Linked DNA regions of Mus musculus: region 1 is linked to region 2. The links are chromatin contacts, called in public Hi-C maps. All regions are on one chromosome and are shown on one strand. The core of a region is the stretch at or near the end of the contact, and the rest is flanking DNA. Distances in the headings are between cores, read along the strand shown. Region 1 overlaps Oxr1 (oxidation resistance 1). Region 2 has its middle 58 kb from the start of Gm46502.

The links. A called contact is a pair of places that touch in the nucleus more often than the background predicts.
Region 1: a Hi-C map of liver shows a contact between it and region 2, with 4 times the contacts expected there. The contact joins two enhancer-like sites. A contact is called at or near these places in 1 of 484 Hi-C or Micro-C datasets (liver) and 1 of 9 other capture datasets (embryonic stem cells).

What each region holds. Positions count from the first base shown.
Region 1 is chr15:41,743,226-41,746,345 of GRCm38.p6, reverse strand. The region is part of intron 3 of Oxr1 (oxidation resistance 1); the gene reads right to left. Among named protein-coding and RNA genes, the nearest start is that of Abra, 120 kb to the left of the region's middle. Within about 2 kb of position 1,370, at least 25 of the 459 cell types and tissues checked have an H3K27ac peak or open chromatin away from gene starts, as enhancers often do. A contact at or near this core is called in liver, where this site is marked.
Region 2 is chr15:41,230,568-41,233,916 of GRCm38.p6, reverse strand. No RefSeq gene overlaps it. Among named protein-coding and RNA genes, the nearest start is that of Gm46502, 58 kb to the right of the region's middle. Within about 2 kb of position 1,341, at least 10 of the 459 cell types and tissues checked have an H3K27ac peak or open chromatin away from gene starts, as enhancers often do. A contact at or near this core is called in liver, where this site is marked.

The DNA.
Region 1 (3,120 bases), core at 121-2,620, 510 kb before region 2:
AGTGTCTCTCAAACAAACAACTCGATAAACTCAAAGGAAAACAACAAAAAGCCACAGATGTGGAAGAGAGAAGCAGGGTAGGAGGGGTTTAGAGATAGAAGGGGTGGCAATAATCAGAATGCCTGTATAAACTGTTAAACAAGCTCAGTAAAAGTTTAAAAAGTCCATTTTTAAAACCTATCTAAATAGCTTCTGCAATAGAACTTGAGACAATGTGGATGGGCATCTCAAATATTGCCTGCCATGCCAAGGTGAGTCTTGCTAGTACCATGTTCTTAGCAATATAGAGATGTTTTATGATCAAGGTTTAAAAATTAAAATGTTCTTTGTGTTTGCTTTAGAAAATTCAAAATGCATAAAGGAAATGAAATCAGGAAAAGAAAAGCCTCAGCTACTGGTAAATGAGTTCAGTGTTTGGTTAAATATTAATATGAGGAATGGAGACTTTTGTTTTGTTTTTTGAGATTGGGTCTTTCTTCTTACCCTAGGCTGTCCCTGAATTCCCTGAAGTGCTTCTACCTCAGGCTCCCAAATGCAGGACTAGAGGTTTAAACGGCCACAGTGAAGACTGTTATAAGTTGTGTGATTTTTAATCCCTTGCCATATAAAACCCCACTGCACTGAGATTTTGTTCCTTGTGTCCCTTGTTTTTATTTCACTTCATTTGCCCTTCCAATTTCTCTTCTGTTTTATTTGCTTATTTAACACAAACTTGAAATCATATTCTCATCACATTTTGTACGTAAAGATTATGGACATTACACAGAGATGAAATATATATAAAGTGAAATGAGCACCTAACGATTGGATACTAACCAATAAGAAAAGAAAATGGACTAGAAGTCATCTGAGAAATCAGTTCAGATCTTTCAGGTGTATTGGAGAAAGACTGTTGTCTTTTGAAAAACATAAGGATTTCTCCTGTTTTATTTACCTGCAGACTAGGGTCTCAGGCATTCTCACTATGCATTCTATCATAAGCTGTATTTATATCTCCTCGTTTTTATTTTTACCATACAGAATGTACACAAAGCAGAATTCAACCACATTAGCTCTATTTTGAACATGTGTCTGGAAACAGTGAGAAACTGAACATCATTATATTATATTTGAAAACCATTTATTATACTTCCCAACAACAAACAAACGAAAAATCATTGCTGGAGTTCAAAGGCAAAAAGAACTCTCTCCACCACCACCTAAAGGCTGGGAAAGAATCGGCTGTGGCTTATCTCAGGATTGAAGCAGGCAGGAAGGAATAGGGCTGGAAAAGGTCGGAGGAAAGAGAGAAGGCATTATCACTGGTTTGCGAGTGACCAGAGCTTTGATCTACTGGCTGCTGTATTCCCAACATTGCTTCTGGTGTTCTGGGCTCTGTTCCCAACCCTTTGGGCAACAGTATTGCACTAGGGAGTCTGTTTCTATTTGCCTTTGTCCCCAATGTTCTTTCCTTCTCACAAACTGCAGTTCAATTTGTTGTCTCTGTTTACACAGAATATCTTTAGGACAATTGAAATTAATACCAAGGTTGCATTAGAACCAACAGAGTGAGTTCTCTGTTTAAGAGAGCAGGTTCTGCCCCCATAGAGCTCCTCACCAGTGCTTTTTTGCACTGTGGGCATGTTTACTAGTCCTTTACTATCACTAGGAACAAGCTGAGCATGTTGCCAGCTGGCTTTGGCATTGCAGTTCCTGCACTCCTTGAATGTTCTTCATTTTATCCAAGCCTCTGGCTGCATGCTCTCTGATCCGAGAGCTCTTCTGACTACTGATGTGTATCAGAAAGCACCTGTACCCCTCTGTATGACGTTTTCTTCCAAACACTTACCGCCAAGTGATACATATTGATTTATGGCTAGTTAACTTGAGTAAGATTTAAGCACGGAGATGTTCAATACAGTCCCTGCATCTAAACCAATACTGTCAGATAGCAAAGCATGCCTGCTTTATGACCCAAACACACGTAGCCATTCAGCAGGTGTTCAAGAAATATTTATAGAAAATTGAACTGATTGAAAGCACAATTGATATATGCCAGATTAATCAATGTATGAATAATAATGGTATTATATTTTAAATTTCCTTCTAAATTAATCATACTTTGGGTAGCATGTGTTAACTGACATCATCTAAATTGTGATTTAAAAGTACTAATAGATCAAGTAAATGGGATTATATTATTAAAAGATTAGCTTTTATGAGGGTGGGGTGGCATGGAGAAAGTGTTCAAGGCACAAAGACCAACTCATGATGAAGCCCACTGTGGCTTCGAGGGGACAGAAAATAGGAGAGAGATGACATTCTAGGAAACAAGTGCCTTCATAGAGCTTGTAAATTATTTTTGACAATTTTGATTTTAATCTCAGAGCCACAGGGATACAATTAGGATTTTAAGCAGAGCATTAATGGAATCAGATTTGACCTTTAGAAATTAACCATAAGTCATGTAATGGGTTACAGAGAGATATGTCCTGAATATAGGAGACCACCTCTGAGCTGATGGTTGTAATCTGTGTGCTCTATGAAGCACAATTATGGCAGTAGGGATTAAGAGAGGTGAATTAATTCAGGAGGCTTTAGAGGGTGGCTTGATTTTTTTTTAATTTTTAATTATTTTCTATTTTTTGGCTAGTTGTGGCAATGTTTGTTGGGCCTTGGAAGGGAGAGGAAAGAACTAGTTTGGCACTAGAGAATGGAGAAGGAAATGAGTTTAAAGGGCAAATGATATAAAATCAACTTTGAAAGGCTAATATTGGAGTACCTCTGGTGTATCCTAATGGACATGACTAAGTAACAGTTGGAGATATTGGTCTAAAGTTTGTAATAATCTTCAGGGTGAGTAATTTAGATGGCAGCATCTTAGATATGAACTGATATTACCTAGGGGCAAAGTGTTCTTATACAGTTTGTATTTAGACTCAGCACTATCACTGTTTTATCCCACTTACTTTCTGTTTGGGTTTTCTCTCCTCCACATACACATGCACATTTGTATGTGCACACACACACACACATACACACGCACGCGTGCGCGCGTACACACACACACACACACACACACAGAAAAATATTTGCTGACTTATTTGACAACAAATTACACACATTGTAGTCCTCTACCTC
Region 2 (3,349 bases), core at 92-2,591:
TACCTTTTTTCACTTACAGAATTGGTGTTTAAGAGGAATGTTGAAGTAGAACTTGAGCTTGACCTCCAATGAAAGGACCCAAAATGCTTCTACATATACTTATCAAAGAAAGAGAACTTTCCATCAAGCCTTGAAGGAAGAAGTATCTTTGAACCACCATTCTATTATGGGCCCAGGTAGTTTTCTTTCAAACATGAGGCATCATTAGGATGGAAGGCTTATTCCCATTTTCCATAGTCACACAAAGACTTGGAGGAAAAGAAAAAAAACCTGTCTTTGTATAGAGGAACAGTGTGCTCGGCCCCAAAATCAGAGACTCAGTGCTAAATGCTTTTCAGCTCAGAGTCCATGGTTTCCTACTCCCTTTGACAGATGTGGCCTTTTTGAGTGAGAACATGTCTCCCGTGGAGCCTTGTGAATTTTGCCACAGTGGAGACCAACTAAGGAAAAGTCAGGAAGAATGTGACACCCAAGAGAAATTTGCTTCAGATCCATAATTGGCAGTATATAGGATATGTCAGCTTTGTAGAACTGGGTATTACACCAAAGTATAGGATGGGGTAGTGTAGGAGGACTCTGCTAAATTAGGTTTTATTTTCTCATTTGAAGAAGTTAGAATTTGTTATGTTTTTATTTTTCTTAGGGCCCTTAGGGTCAGTACCACCTCCTTAAAGTTGAGTCAAGAGAAATATCAGAGATTGGTGCATTCCACTTCATTGTCTCAGCCAGCAGAGCAAAAAGAATGTAAGATTTAAAATGGGGTGAAAGAATATACAAGCAACCATCCCAGTGCACAAAGGCAGGCAAAGATAACTTAATTCAGACCACTGCAATAAAACAGAAAAGGAGCTCAATTTCAGTAACACCAAAGGCAGAAGGGCTTGCAAGCACAGGAATGAGCGGGTGGAAAACTACTGGAGGGCAAGCACTCCCCTCCCACAACCCATTAGCAGAGAGATTGATCAATAGGATGTATTGAGCACATGGAGTTATTCCTGAATTTGCAAATGCTTTTCTCTGTGATTAGGCCATCTGTGTTTGCTAATTGGCATCCATGGAAATTGGGCTTCCACCCTCCCATGGAGACTGGGAGATAGGGGTGTGCTGTTCTTTCATGCTGACATTTCAAAGAAAATGCTTCCTAGGTCTTTGACAAAGACATTCCTGGGTTATGTAACTGGTAATAGTCTTCTGAGAAGATTTACACCTCAAGGGGACAGAGAAAGAGTTTTTAATTACACATTTTCTAAAGTCAACGCTCACAGAAAGGAAGGTCAGTTTATGTGTGTTAAAGGTCAGCTTTTCTGAGTTAAAGTGAAAGAAAGTTTAGAGCCAACTGGGCCAAGGCTGAGCTGCCTGAGTTCATCAGGAAGGAAGAGACCTAGGGTGTGATCACAGCCATGGCTGTTCACCTGCACTAGAAGCAGTGGAAGACAAAACAGCCTAATGTTAGCAGGGGTTTTCTTATAAGTGTAGTGTAGAACACAGATATAGTAGGCTGGATCATGAGACATCATGTCCAAATTCAATCTTTCAATTTTCAAGCAAGAAAGTGTCATGGATCAGAAACAAATGGGCCAGAAGTTGGCTGAACTACCAGCAATCTACCAGTGGCTTCAGAGGGCAGAGAACAGAGGAGGATTAGAGCTGGTCTTGTTCTCCAAGGACTGCTTATTAATAAGCGTGTGTCCATCTATAGTTACTTCTACTACCAACTCTTTATACATATGAAAAACATTGAAAGAGATGAAGGGTTAGCAATGGAAAAGGTGTAAGAACTTGTTATATACAGCAACATATGCTTTTATTTCAGAGATTATTTCTGCAGCTAAAATAAATTTTTAGAAATCCCTTTCAGTTTAGATATTCTATGTATCTGTCTGCATGTGTACCCTGTCAGTTAAATGTTTGTATTATGCTTAGATTCCATTCTGTTCAATGTTGCCTGAAAGAATAGCTTATTCTCCCAACTGCATACTTTATTGGTTTTTGGATTTTCTGCTTTGCCAGAAATGTTGGTGCAAGGGAGATCCATCAGGGAGATCAACCCATTTCTTCTTCACTTTAATGAAGCAGTATATGGGAGAACACAGAAGGCTACAAGGCAGGATAATTTTGCAAGAGTCAAGAAAAGTTGGCAAGTAGCACAAGAGACCTCAAGGTCTGCTCAAGACTTGGGGTATTGTTGTGGTTTCTGAGATGTTTATGAGAACATTCAGAGGGAATCAACTTAACAGCTTCTGTTGTGTTTTATAAATTGGTGGTATACTGTGGAGGGAAGGTACATCTTGGCCCATACTGAGTCATCTCTCGTACAACAGGCTTAGTATAAAAGGAAGTTTATTGAGGACATGGAAAAGAGGTAGAGGCAGAGAAAGGAAAGAAACAGAAAAAAAAACAGAAAGAGCAGAGAAGAGGCTGGCTGAGAACGAGAGAGAGAGACAGAGACAGAGAGAGAGAGACAGAGAGACTGAGAGACAGAGACAGACAGGCAGAGAGGGAGAGAGAGAGAGAGAGAGACTCAGAGAGAGAGACAGACAGCAAGGGAGAGAGAGAGAGAGAGACAGAGAGGGAAAGAGAGGGAGAGAGAGACTAGGAGATAGAGAGAGGAAGAGGGAGAAGAAAGGGGAGGAAGAGGGAGAGGGAGGAGAGGTAGAGGGAGAAGATGAGAGGGAGTGTAGAGAGAGAGCAGTCTCTCTTATAATTCCAGTTTGGCAGGTGGCTAACAAGCTGTTGGGCAGGACCTAGGAGAATTTTCTATAAGCCAACAACTTCTACTCTTCATAATAATCGTTGTATTGAATGCAAGAGTCAGAGGATGGGGGAAGACAGCTGGGAAATGTTTTCTTCTGGACATGACATAGCCATTGTGCACATGAACACACAACTGAAATTACCTACACAAACCTTCTCAGACTCAAACCAGTGGAAACTATATCAAGGACAGAAGTGTCTCCCAAGGTCTATTAACTAATAAGTGGGTATTGGCAGTTGATGGCTGGGAAGGACAGAGCAGTCACTCTTCTTTGTGTGTGTAGCTAGCGATAGATTGCCCATGCAGGCAGTGTGGAAAGATCACATAAACTCCATTTGTCTTCATTTTAGGACCAGGACTTATTTCAAAATAAAGTCACCATTCCCATGAACTAGGCTATAAGCCACCTGCTCCAGGAATGGACCTTAAATATCAGGAATTAGGTCATAGGTCACCAGCTTCAGAAACAGACCATAAATTCCAGAAACAAGGTCATAAGACCTCCTCCCAAAGAACAGCCTCGAGATAACCCACAAGAATAGGAAAATAACTTATCTCAGAATGGGCCATCTGTGGTAGGCAGCCCTATCTTAA